Linked DNA regions of Mus musculus: regions 1, 2 and 3 are each linked to region 4. The links are chromatin contacts, called in public Hi-C maps. All regions are on one chromosome and are shown on one strand. Each heading gives the region's core, a stretch centred on a gene start, on an enhancer-like site or on the middle of the called end of the contact. The rest is flanking DNA. Distances are from core to core; before and after follow the strand shown.

What was found. Hi-C and Micro-C count contacts between places; a contact is called where the count stands out from the background.
Region 1: a contact with region 4 is called in a Hi-C map of the Ba/F3 cell line, with 2.8 times the contacts expected there. The contact joins the promoter of 4932437C15Rik here to the enhancer-like site in region 4. A contact is called at or near these places in 1 of 15 datasets of contacts at CTCF or cohesin (large pre-B cells), 2 of 484 Hi-C or Micro-C datasets (the Ba/F3 cell line and the HL-1 cell line) and 1 of 115 datasets of contacts at active chromatin or transcription factors (cardiomyocytes).
Region 2: a Hi-C map of cortical neurons shows a contact between it and region 4, with 2.9 times the contacts expected there. The contact joins two enhancer-like sites. A contact is called at or near these places in 2 of 484 Hi-C or Micro-C datasets (cortical neurons and nephron progenitors) and 2 of 115 datasets of contacts at active chromatin or transcription factors (embryonic basal ganglia and embryonic hindbrain).
Region 3: a contact with region 4 is called in a Hi-C map of cerebral cortex, with 2.8 times the contacts expected there. The contact joins two enhancer-like sites. A contact is called at or near these places in 2 of 484 Hi-C or Micro-C datasets (the N1E-115 cell line and cerebral cortex), 10 of 115 datasets of contacts at active chromatin or transcription factors (SST interneurons, astrocytes, differentiating embryonic stem cells and 7 more) and 2 of 9 other capture datasets (embryonic stem cells and pancreatic islet).

The regions. Positions count from the first base shown.
Region 1 is chr7:133,000,084-133,002,783 of GRCm38.p6, forward strand. It overlaps 4932437C15Rik (a long non-coding RNA gene), which reads left to right and starts at 1,305. Exons shown (of 2, transcript XR_378552.2): 1 at 1,305-1,647. The region is part of intron 1 of Ctbp2 (C-terminal binding protein 2); the gene reads right to left.
Region 2 is chr7:132,066,922-132,069,621 of GRCm38.p6, forward strand. All of the region lies in intron 7 of Cpxm2 (carboxypeptidase X 2 (M14 family)), which reads right to left. Among named protein-coding and RNA genes, the nearest start is that of Cpxm2, 86 kb to the right of the region's middle. Within about 2 kb of position 1,255, at least 4 of the 459 cell types and tissues checked have an H3K27ac peak or open chromatin away from gene starts, as enhancers often do. A contact at or near this core is called in cortical neurons, where this site is marked.
Region 3 is chr7:132,283,133-132,285,832 of GRCm38.p6, forward strand. The region is part of intron 1 of Chst15 (carbohydrate sulfotransferase 15); the gene reads right to left. Among named protein-coding and RNA genes, the nearest start is that of Gm10584, 31 kb to the right of the region's middle. Within about 2 kb of position 1,384, at least 46 of the 459 cell types and tissues checked have an H3K27ac peak or open chromatin away from gene starts, as enhancers often do. A contact at or near this core is called in the N1E-115 cell line, SST interneurons and cerebral cortex, where this site is marked.
Region 4 is chr7:132,550,158-132,552,857 of GRCm38.p6, forward strand. No RefSeq gene overlaps it. Among named protein-coding and RNA genes, the nearest start is that of Gm35249, 13 kb to the left of the region's middle. Within about 2 kb of position 1,319, at least 239 of the 459 cell types and tissues checked have an H3K27ac peak or open chromatin away from gene starts, as enhancers often do. A contact at or near this core is called in the Ba/F3 cell line, the N1E-115 cell line, SST interneurons and 2 more, where this site is marked.

The DNA.
Region 1 (2,700 bases), core at 55-2,554, 450 kb after region 4:
AGAGAACTCCTAGGGCCAGCAGGCAGCCCAAGCCTATCAATCACCCTGTGAAGTGAGATAGCCAGGGCCATTCTGGAAATGGGACAGGGGTGGCCCTCGTTAGTACGCCCTATGATACTCAAGTGCATATTCTCTGGTCCTCTAGGACGCAGCTCGGCCCAGGCCCCTTCCCCTTCAATTGTCTAGACAGCAGACTGGGGACACCCACAGCACAGCACCTGATCGACATGACATCACTGTACCTTTGGGGTCACCTGCCTGTGGGGGAGGGGGTGGGGGAGGGAGGGTTTCCTGACTGTTGTACTTCCCAGCCTCTCCTTGCCTGGAGTCCTCACAGCCTCCTGCTTTGGACCCAGATTTGGGGACACTTCCCTAGGCCAGCTGTTTCCTTGTCAAGGAAGGAGATAAGTATGATGGACTAAACAGGACAGCCTTCAGTTATCCAGATAAAGTCTCATAGCAGCCTAACAGCCACACCATGTACAGGGAGATCTGTGGCCAGGGCTGTTGCCTCTCCCCTTTTGCAGAGGCTCCAAGTTGGGCTGTCTCCTTCCTCCAAGTCTGTTTATCCTCTCAGAGGCTGCCCAACATATGGAAGAACGTGGCTGTCCCTAGGTGAAGTGTCCCCTCAGATCCTATATGGAGCACAGGTTGTTCTAGGAGCCATGTGGCCTTTATGTGACCATTGAGACACTCAAAGCAGGAGCCTTTTGCAAAAGCAAACTCACCTTCAGGCCTCCGCCTCTTTGCTAAGGGGCATTGTCTTGACTAATGATTGATGTGGGGGACCCAGCTCACTGTGGGCAGTATCACCACTTGGACTGGTAGTCCTGGATGAAGGCTTAACCGACCATGGGAGCAAGCCTGTAAGCAGCGCTCTTCTGCTTCAGTTCCTGCCCTGCTTTCGTTCAGCAATGGATTGTGACCTGGCAGTCACAAGCTGGAATAAACCCTCTCCTCCACAAGTGGTGTTTGGTCCACAGCAATAGAAACACGAAGACGACCCTCCTAACTGGACATGCATGGATCCTCTTGTACCTCACAGGCTAGCCACACACTCCTCTGGTACTCTTACCACCAACCACATCATCCCTGTACCATCTCAGGACAGACTAGGGGCCTAGAGCAGAGAGAATGTTTAGAACAAGCTGGGGTTGGAAGGGAATCATGAACCATCACTGACTGAACGGCAGTCAGGTCCTGATGTTGAGGCATTCCTTCTATGCACCCGCCACCTACCTGAGAATCTCTGACCCATAAGTACAGTAAGGTGCCCAAGTGGTCTCAAGTGCTAACATCCTTTTACCCTATATGCCCTCACTGGTCCATGGTTCTTATAACGGACAGCTTAGCCCTATGAAAAAACAAAAGCCCTAAAATGCCCCACCTATCCTTAGTAGGTCAAGGTGAGGTGCTGGAGATGGCTACTGTGCCCAGGTCACAGAGGGGCAAGTGAGGTGGCAGTGATCTCACACAGCTCTACCTGGATTCATCCTGGAGTCAATCAGCCATGGAGCACCATCCGCTCAGCAGATGAGCACTCAGGCTGTGGCACATGAGCCTGAGTGACATCAGCCCTGCCTGCTCTCTACTGAGGGCCAAACTCCAAGACGTGGGTAGAGGGGCTGGCAGCACCAGGACACACAAGTAAGAACCCCCTACACTCACAGTCTGTAAAAAGCTTGGCTTTAAAGGGGCTAACAGGTTGGTTCATTGCACAAAGTCAGAAGTTTAGGCATAGATTTAGGTGTAATTTACCCCACCTCGCCAAGGGGGACAGCACCGGGGACAAGAGCCATCATCCAGTGCATCTGGAGTGGCTGAGAGCCACCAACTAAGATGTCCATCTGCAATATCAGAGCATGTATCTGTTACCCGGGTAACAGACTCCAGGTTGCCTAGTGATCGTTTCCCTTCCTGACTTGGTCTCCTTTTTCTTTGGTGAATCCCATTCTTTGTTCTTTCCCTAGGCTGAGGTGGGTCCGTGGTACATCTTGTTAAGGCTAGAGGTATGAATCCCAGCGGCCAATCTGCTAATAGCAGGGCAAACTAAAGGGGGTGGGGTGGGGTGTGTGTGTGTAGAGACCTATCGGCTGGGAAAGGGTGCTAAACAGGGGTGGCAGGGTAGGTGACAGGAGCCACCTGGCACCAGGTGTGAGGAGAACTGGGAACACGTCATCTGCATATCAGGGAACACAAAATCAAAGGCAGAGGCCCAAACACAGACAGCTACCAGCAGATTTCCCATCTCTTTCAACAATTCTGACAAACTGAACCATTTTTAATATATTAGGTACATCCCACTGTAAACTACATTAGCATGATACGCACGTGGCCCTCAGAGGTGGGGATTAGGTTGACCACTGGCTTGGAGCCATGGCTCATTTCTTCAATACCTAGGGGAATTTGGGGGAAGGAAGCCAAAGGCACGGTGCTTAATGAGGATTCCTTCCAAAATGGAGTTTAGGCTCCCAGGTACAAGACACTGCTCAAGGCCGTCCCACATGTCTAAATTCTAAGACTGGCAAAGACCCGGCAATGCTGCCGCCCTTCTGCCCTTCTCAGCCTTCCCCACTGGGGAGACACCTGACCAGACAAGGTGTTCAATGACTATCCAAAATGGTAATGTGTCCCTCTACATTCCCCAAAGACTTGCTCTGTCCAGCAACAATTAGGCTTGTTACAGGAACTTGGTCAGTG
Region 2 (2,700 bases), core at 5-2,504, 480 kb before region 4:
GCTCCCTCCCTTTTATTCTTGCTGGCCTCCTTGTTTGGACAGAGACAATCAGTCTTCATCCCTCTCTGTCTGCTAAAGTCTGTCAACAATCCAGATGTCAACTGGTCCCCAGTTATGGCCGAAGCTTCTGGCAGCCATGAGCAAGCAACTCATCTGTCCCCATCCCATTTGTCATTAAGCACAGGTATGCTAAATTTCAGATTATAGACTTGTGGTAAGTGACAGGGCCATGGTCCCTATCATTCCAAGTAAAGGAGATGAAAACAAATGTATATTTAAACAAGCAACCAGGGGGTTATAAATACACACACTAGGAATGCCTCCAATGTTCTCTTGGCACAATTCTCTCTGCCTCAAAGTATGGGTGTTTGGATAGATTTCACCTGCTTCTCTGCCTTCCCCACCTCTTGCCCCTTCTCTCTGCCTGGAACATAAGCCATGTAGCTCAGTGCTCTAAAGGCATAAGCTGCATGGGAGTGACCCACACTCTCATCGCTGTCCTCTTACAGCGTGATGAGTGTCTCCACTCTTTTTTTGGTTCCTTCTTATTGCTGCGTCTCATTTTATTGTTGGCTATAAATGTCTCTTTCAGTAGTAGGCTAAGCCAACTATCCTCTCTGAGGTAGAAATATTTCGACAGCCACCTAGAAGACTCCATAGAGGGAGAGGGCTGGCAATTCTGTCTTCTCATCCAGCCCCAAGAACCAGCGATCTACATGCCAATGGCTTCTGGTCTGAGTACTCAACTGGGACTGAGAAATGCTCCCTGGACAGTTTCCAACTCAGTGATTTTGGGCAGTAAGACTTCAGAGGTGACTCAGAGTGGCTGTAATGGTGACCCTGAGCTCTGCCATCTCCTGAGTGGTGGTCATCATAGCCACCTCATATATAAAGCACATACTGCTAGCTCTCCCCAGAGGGCCCCAGGGATGCACGTGGGATAGCAAGGTCTCCGTCGCAGGGACTCTGAGCAGTCAGCTCACTTAGCATACACCTGAAGCTCACTGTGCCAACTAAACTGATACTTGTCTCACTGCTGGGTGTGAAGAGATGCCTTGGGACACCCATCGAGCAAGGCTATGTTAACCCACCAGGGCTCCTGAAGACAGAATGGTGGGCAGAGCCATAAAAATACCCCGAGAAAGTGGAGCAGCAGGCATGAGTCACCAACCTCACGTCCAAGCACATTATCTCTGTTTTTGAAGAGCAAGACAGTAAGAGGAGTTCTTTAGCACATCCCACTTCTATGTCTGTGCTGACAGGTGTCTGGAAGCCGTGCGTATCTCAAGTTAAATGACAGTGGCACAAGCCAGGCATGCTCATTCCATGGAACTGAAGGTCAGCCTGATAACTGATCTCAGAAACACCTCCAGCCTTTGTTCTGGGCAGCTGGCTCTGTCTGTCAGCCCACAAGACCTCCCTCTGAGGGACATTAACTAGTCTTTGGTGAGTCCTTACTTGCCAATGTAATCCTGAGGTTATTTCTGCATATCATCTTTAGTCACATACTTTCCAGCACACTGTTGTAGACCGCTGTCTTCTGAGCATTACCAGCCACCATTGTCTTCAACAGAGCAGCTATGATTACTTGTCAGAGACCCTCAAGTTCCAGCCCATGGACCGTTGACCTCCCCTCATAGGAGGAAGGAGCAGGGCCATTGGACTGTTCTCTGAGAGCCCAGCCATTTCTTCCTGTGCCTCCCTGTCAGGTGAGTGTAATTTTATTCTAACTGCATGTGGCCCTGTCTTGAAGGTACCGGGTTATACAGAAAGCAGAAGGTTAAGTGAAGCTGTTGGAGGACCCTGCCTCCACAGCTATGAAGAAATTGTCATTCATTCTGGGCTGAAGCTTCCTGTTGAAGCAGCTGCTTTAATATCACCTACATTCCTGTAAGTAACCCCTAACTCATAATTTGTACGGAAGCCTAATAAACTCTTTGCTTTAGCAAGTTGGATGTCAGTGAAAACAAACTCTGTCGTTGGTACTTTATCTGAGGGGAACAGACTTTTGTCTACCCAGGAAACACGCAATGCACATAACTGGGTGTGAATGAGGCCCGGGGCTTCTGAGACAATGAACCGAGTTCAGGTGCTGCTGGCCCTTTGGCCTTCTTAGGGGTGTGTTGTAGCCAGCACACACAGGCTGACACAGCTCAGAGTTACTGAGACTCAGGGTCAGTCTGAGAAAACCATACTTGATCACCAATTCCTGCTACCTGGACTCAGATTCCTAACAATGCCAATCATGGGTTCTGAGGCCTGGCTGTAGAGAAGCATGGGACAACTTCTTGAACACTTCCACTAAGATTTCCACTTCACTGTGTCTGAGGTGGCTCACATATAGATATTTTATAAATCTTCCAGGTCACACATGTCATGATGCAACTCACAGACCATGTGAAGCTTAAGAAGAAGAAAGACCAAAGTGTGGATGCTCCCATCCTACTTAGAAGGGGGAACAAAATAATCACAGGATGTAGAGGGAAGAAAGGACCTTGGAAGGAGAGAGGAGGAAGAGGGAAAGGGGGGGGGTGCAGGATCAGGTATGGGAAGAGACAGGAGAGAAGTACAGAGGGCCAGGAAATTGAACAGAAATATGTAGCAGTGGTGGATTGGGGAGCTGGGGGTAGCCACTAGTAAAGCCCAGATGCCAGGGAAGCAAGAGGTTTCCAGGACCCAATAGGGATGACATTAGCCAAA
Region 3 (2,700 bases), core at 134-2,633, 270 kb before region 4:
CTGTGAATTCAATGTCATATACTTCCTGCTCGGTGTGATTTACAGAGACAGGAAAGGATATGGGCCAGGGGAGGGGGGCTGGATATCTAAAGACTCCAGAGTCTGCACTGGGCACCGATCACAACATTGAAATAGCCATGTGACTGCAGACAAACTGAGACCCTCACCCTCTTCTTCTCCAGGTCAACATGAAAGGCTTTGTGTCTCCAAATTGGCCCAAGATCATCAAGACATCAGGTGTCTGAGAACCAGCTACTCTTCCTCTTGTGTGTTTGTGAGGCTTCCTGCAGGTGCAGCCCCAAACCTTACCTGCCAGGGAAAGGGACGTGCTTTCTGACATCATGGCTCCCATGTGGCTGGAGTGCAAAGTCCTTAAGCGGTGGCATTGTGGCCATTGTCCAACGAGTCCCCTAACACAAGCGGGAAATGAAGGAAAGAAGATGTGCCCAGGGAGTGAGTGCCTGTGTAAGAGAAAGTGTATGTATATATGTGAGAGAGGGAGAGAGAGTGTGTGTAAGAGAGAGGAAGTGTGTGTGTGTGTGTGTGTGTGTGTGTGTGTAAGAAAGAGTGTGTGTATGTGTGTTAGAGAGGGAGAGAGTGTAAGAGTGTGTGTGTGTATGTAACAGAGCATGTGTATATGTGTTAGAGAGGGAGAGAGTGTGTAAGTGTGTGTGTATGTGTGCGTGTGTAACAGAGTGTGTGTATATGTGTTAGAGAGGGAGAGAGTGTGTAAGAGTGTGTAAGAGAGAGACTGTGTGCATGAGAGAGTGATGTGTAGGAGAGATAGAATGAAAATGAGTGGGAGTGAGAGAAGAGAGTGTTTGAGAGAGGATAGAGAGAATGTGTGGGAGGAAATGAGAGAGAGAGAGAGAGAGAGAGAGAGAAAGAGAGAGAGCACCAAAGGGACAGGGTGGCTCTGTCCACCTTTGTATCCCTAGACCCTTCCTGCCCACTGAGACAGACCCTGGAGAGAAGAGGGAAGATCCTGGGTAGCAGGAGATAGCCCACCCAGATGCCCTTCAGGTCCCTCACAGAACAGAACTCACACATTGCCAGTTCACAGAATGCGAATGATGATCTCGCAATGTACAGCAGAGGCCTAGAGTGAATAAATTAAGGGCGGCACAATGGAAAGGGAAGCAGCTGTGCGCTCCCCGCCAGATGGCCTCCCTGATCGGAATACTTTTAAATATTGTTTTATTTTCAAAGATAAGCAAAATAAGAGTCTGATTTAACCCTTGAATGGGGAGAACCTCCTGAGATACTTCAGTGGCATTCCTTTCTGATGGAAAGAGCAGGCAGCCTATCTGACAGTGTCCTCTAGATGGTTTTACAAGGTGAAGCTGGGCATAGCATGCACTTCCCATCCCCAAGCAGACCAGCCCTTACCAGACATGGTGAGAGGCCAGAGAGTGGCCTGTGCATCTGCCTCAGTGTGGCCATGGATGTGATGGTGAGCACCTGGTGCGTGTGTGTGTGTGTGTGTGTGTGTGTGTGTGTGCAGGGATCTGCATGAAAGATCCAAGATACCATGTTTAGAAAGCTTAGAAAGTTTTAACATCATTTTAAAATTAAGATGTAGGCAAGTACATGGCAAAATAAGAAGTCCTGCTAAGTCACTTTCAGTACCATGGAGGAAAGCTGGGTAGGCGCTGGCAGGTCCTGTGGACCCACCAAGGTCCTCTTCTGCTCCTGACCACTCACAGTGCTACAGGTGAGTGTGGCTGCTCTGTAGTACAAAAGGAAGAGAAGCAGAAGCCCGGGACACAGCCTGCTCTGAATCACAGCATAGCAGGAGGCAGAGCTAGACACAGCAGAAGCCCCAGCTGGCCCTCTTTCCATTAAGCACAGTGACAAGTACATCCCTCAGCAACCAGTTTCCAAGAGTGACTGTGGGTGGAGCTTGGGGCACATTGGCTCACACTTTCACAGTCCCATCTGGCTTTGAAGTTCACTTGGAAAGATCAAGTATTCCTCTTGCAACTACAATAGCAGTAAAGAAATAATAAACACTAAGTAACAAAGGAGGGGCAGAGAGAAGCAGGCTGGAACAAAGGTCTGGTAAGTCACACCCTCAGCCACAACCTCCCTCCTTGTCCTCGAATGCCAACCTCCTTGCTCTGCCAGTCTTGGAGATGAGGCAGAGGGACTGTCTGAGGCTAGAGATGGCCAAGATTTAAAAGATTGAATGCAAAGAACAAGGGGAGAGTTACCTAGGCTCCACTTTAACCCTCTATTACTCAAGTATCTTTGAATTAATAACATCCCCCCACTAGCCACAACATGGTGCTCAGCTGTTGTCCTTGTACATCATCATCATCGTCGTCATGACCATCACCATCACCAACCAAATCCCCCGTTGACTGAAAATCATGCACTTGAGAGCCATCCCATGAAGGACACTGTCTCTTGCCTCCTGTCACAATAACGGAAAACCCAAGACAGACCACAGAATTCCCCAGTGGGTGTAGATCTTTATAAACATGTACAAGTCAAAGGCAGAGACCAAGAGGCACATGGGACACTATGGCTCTGGAAGACACTGTTTTGTGAGCATTCACCTATGTGACCGTGGAACAGAGATGCCCTTGATTGGGGCTCCATGTGACTGCAATGGCTGTGAGATGGACAGGTACACTCTGGTACAAAGAGAAATGTGGAGGAAAGAAAAAAAATGAGAATCCCAAACCAAGGAGCATT
Region 4 (2,700 bases), core at 69-2,568:
AGATACCCACTGAGGCTAAGTTTCCTCCAGAGAGGAAGGCAGAACCTCTCTCCACCTGGAATAGTACCATCACTATGCCAAAAGAACAGTCTCTTGAAGTGAGCTGGGACTCAAACAAGTGAGAGTAAGGGACCATGTCCCCGCCCCACCACACAGCCACACACAGAACCACACAGGGCCACTCGGGCTGGAGACAGGAGTCCTGGGTCACAAGCCTGGGACATAAGAGCTGAATTCCACAGCACAGATGCTGTCAGAGTACCCGCTCCATGGAGGTCAGGCCTCGGCTCCTCTGGTCAGAGCTGACTGCCTTTCACAGCCTGGCTCCTCCTCCAGACTGGCTTTGGGGGCTGCTGCAGAAATGATGTGATCTGATCCTCTTTGAGAGGTAACATACTCTGCCACTCAACCCTCATCAGAAGGAGACCAGGGGGCAGGAGCAGCAGCCCCGAGCAGGACACCTGGGATTAGAACCCAGGCCTCCAGCAGGTTCAACTGAAGCCACGCTCCTCGATGTGTCCTCCGTTCCCTGGAGGAGCCTGCTGCCCCATTTTTTTAAAGGAAGAGATTAAGGCTCCAGAGTTTGCCTGGCATGTCCAAAGCTGATGACCAGTCTCCTCCTGCCTCAGAAGCAACCCTCTCCCATCTCGCTCCTGCCAGGAAGGGAAAGAGCCCCTCCTCAGAACTCCCGCCAGGACTCTTCTCCACGTGCAGGAGTCCATGAGAACTTGAGGAGTGTCCCCTAATGAGAAGTAAAGTCCCTGACACTGACATCAAGGACACAAAAGACTCTGAACAAGCAGACCTCATAAGGCCCCCAGTTTATCAACATTAGATCACATACTTCTATCCAGTCACAGTCTGTTTTGTTCTCACAGGATAAAACCACAGCTTAAAAAAAAAAAAAAAAAAACAAATGCAGAGGTTTACCATTTCTTCCATTCTTCATTTCCTTTAAAGGCTCCTAGGCGTCATAAAATTTCTATTAGATAAATGTGTATGCTTTTCTCTTTGTTAATCATTTTGTTGCAGAGGCCTCAGCCATGACCACAGGGTGGATGAGAAAAGGTATTTCTTTTCTCCTTCAGCGCTCACACACCCAGGGCCTCCCAGTCCTGGCTGTCTAGGTCATCACCATGTAATGGTAGATAGACAGCTGTCGACTGAGCCACATACAGAGGGAGGCCACAGTGAGGTGGCAGAGACAAAGTGCAAGAAAACCAAGTGCAACCAAAGAGCACCTTCCTACCACTCACACCATTAGCCCTAGCCTTCATTTTCCACGCTGCAAGCCCTTTCCATAGGCTTAGGGCGCCCTCTATTCCCTCCTAGAGAATGCACAGGTGATAGTCGCCCCCAGGGAAGTGGCCCGGGCTAGGTTACCAGGTCTTCTGAACGGGGCAAGAGGATGGGCACCGATAAGGTGCACTGGGCGACAAGTGGGTGAACATGATTCACACCCCTTAACCAGTCAAAAGACCGGGGACCCAGAGCACATAAGGGAGAACCCAGACCTGAACAGTCACGGCGCCGCAGAGGGAATTGTTTCTGCATTTTTTTCAACTGTTTTCAAAGTGTGCGTTCAGTCTGCACACTAACAACCAAGTTTTATGAAAGTACAGAAGTCTGCAGCCAAGAAGATTTGCAACCAAGGAACAGCAAAGGACAGCGAGCCCTGGAAGAAAACAGTTTAACACCACCCCTGAAACACCACCCCATCCCCTGCACCCATTGGCTCCTGGTCTCAGTGCTGATTCCCTGGCCTGCGCGCACGCGCGTCGCGGCTGAAACCTGAGCAATGCTTTGCCGGCAGTGCCCCCTGCTGTCCAAATACGTCTTCGGCCTCCTCTACCAGTGCTTAGCTCTAAGTCTGACTCAAGACATCCCTAACTACTCTACAGAACTCGAAGGTCCCTCTCCGCAGAAACGGACCATTTTTCCCCCCGGGAAAACTGACTTCAAAGGAGACTAAGTCATCAAGGGAATCTAAAAACCCAAGATGGGAAGTGGAAATGTCACTGAAGATGGTGGGTGTTTTCTGGCAGGTTCCTCCAAGAAACCTACCAGGGTCTCAGTCTGGCTCCTTTGTGGGTTCATAAGGTGTGTAGGGACCAGCTGGCCGTGGTTCCCATTAACTAAGAGCTCAGACTCATAGGGCATCCGACTCCACTTTAAAAAACAGTGGGCAGCGTGAGCGAAGGAAAGTGGGCCTAATTCGCCTGCTTTCATAAAGAATAGACAAGAGTGAGCTGGCCTGAGGTCAGCCTAGCTCAAAACAAAACTGAAGCTGGCCTCGATATTCATAGTCATCAAGGCACCCGGGCAGGCTCCTTACCACAGCTGTGTGCCCTCATGCTCACAAGTTCTGTCTGGGCCTGTACACTCCAAAAGAACAAACCTGGGGCACACAGACAGGGCTGCCACAGTGTTCTCTAGGAAAAACTTGGGAGTTTATGCACTGTGTGCATACACATCTTGAAGTCAGTTCCATTGTGTTACTATAAAATACAAGGCTTAGAACCCAGGAACCATAAATTAGTAGTTAAGGCAAACCAGATTAGGGGCTGTTATATTAGTAACCCCTCACCTACCACCTGCTAGCCTGGGGGGATCCTACCGTGATCAGCAGGTTTCCAAGTGTGATGTCGCCAGTTTATATGACGAGCTGTCATCTAGGACAAGCTGTCATCTAGGACAAAC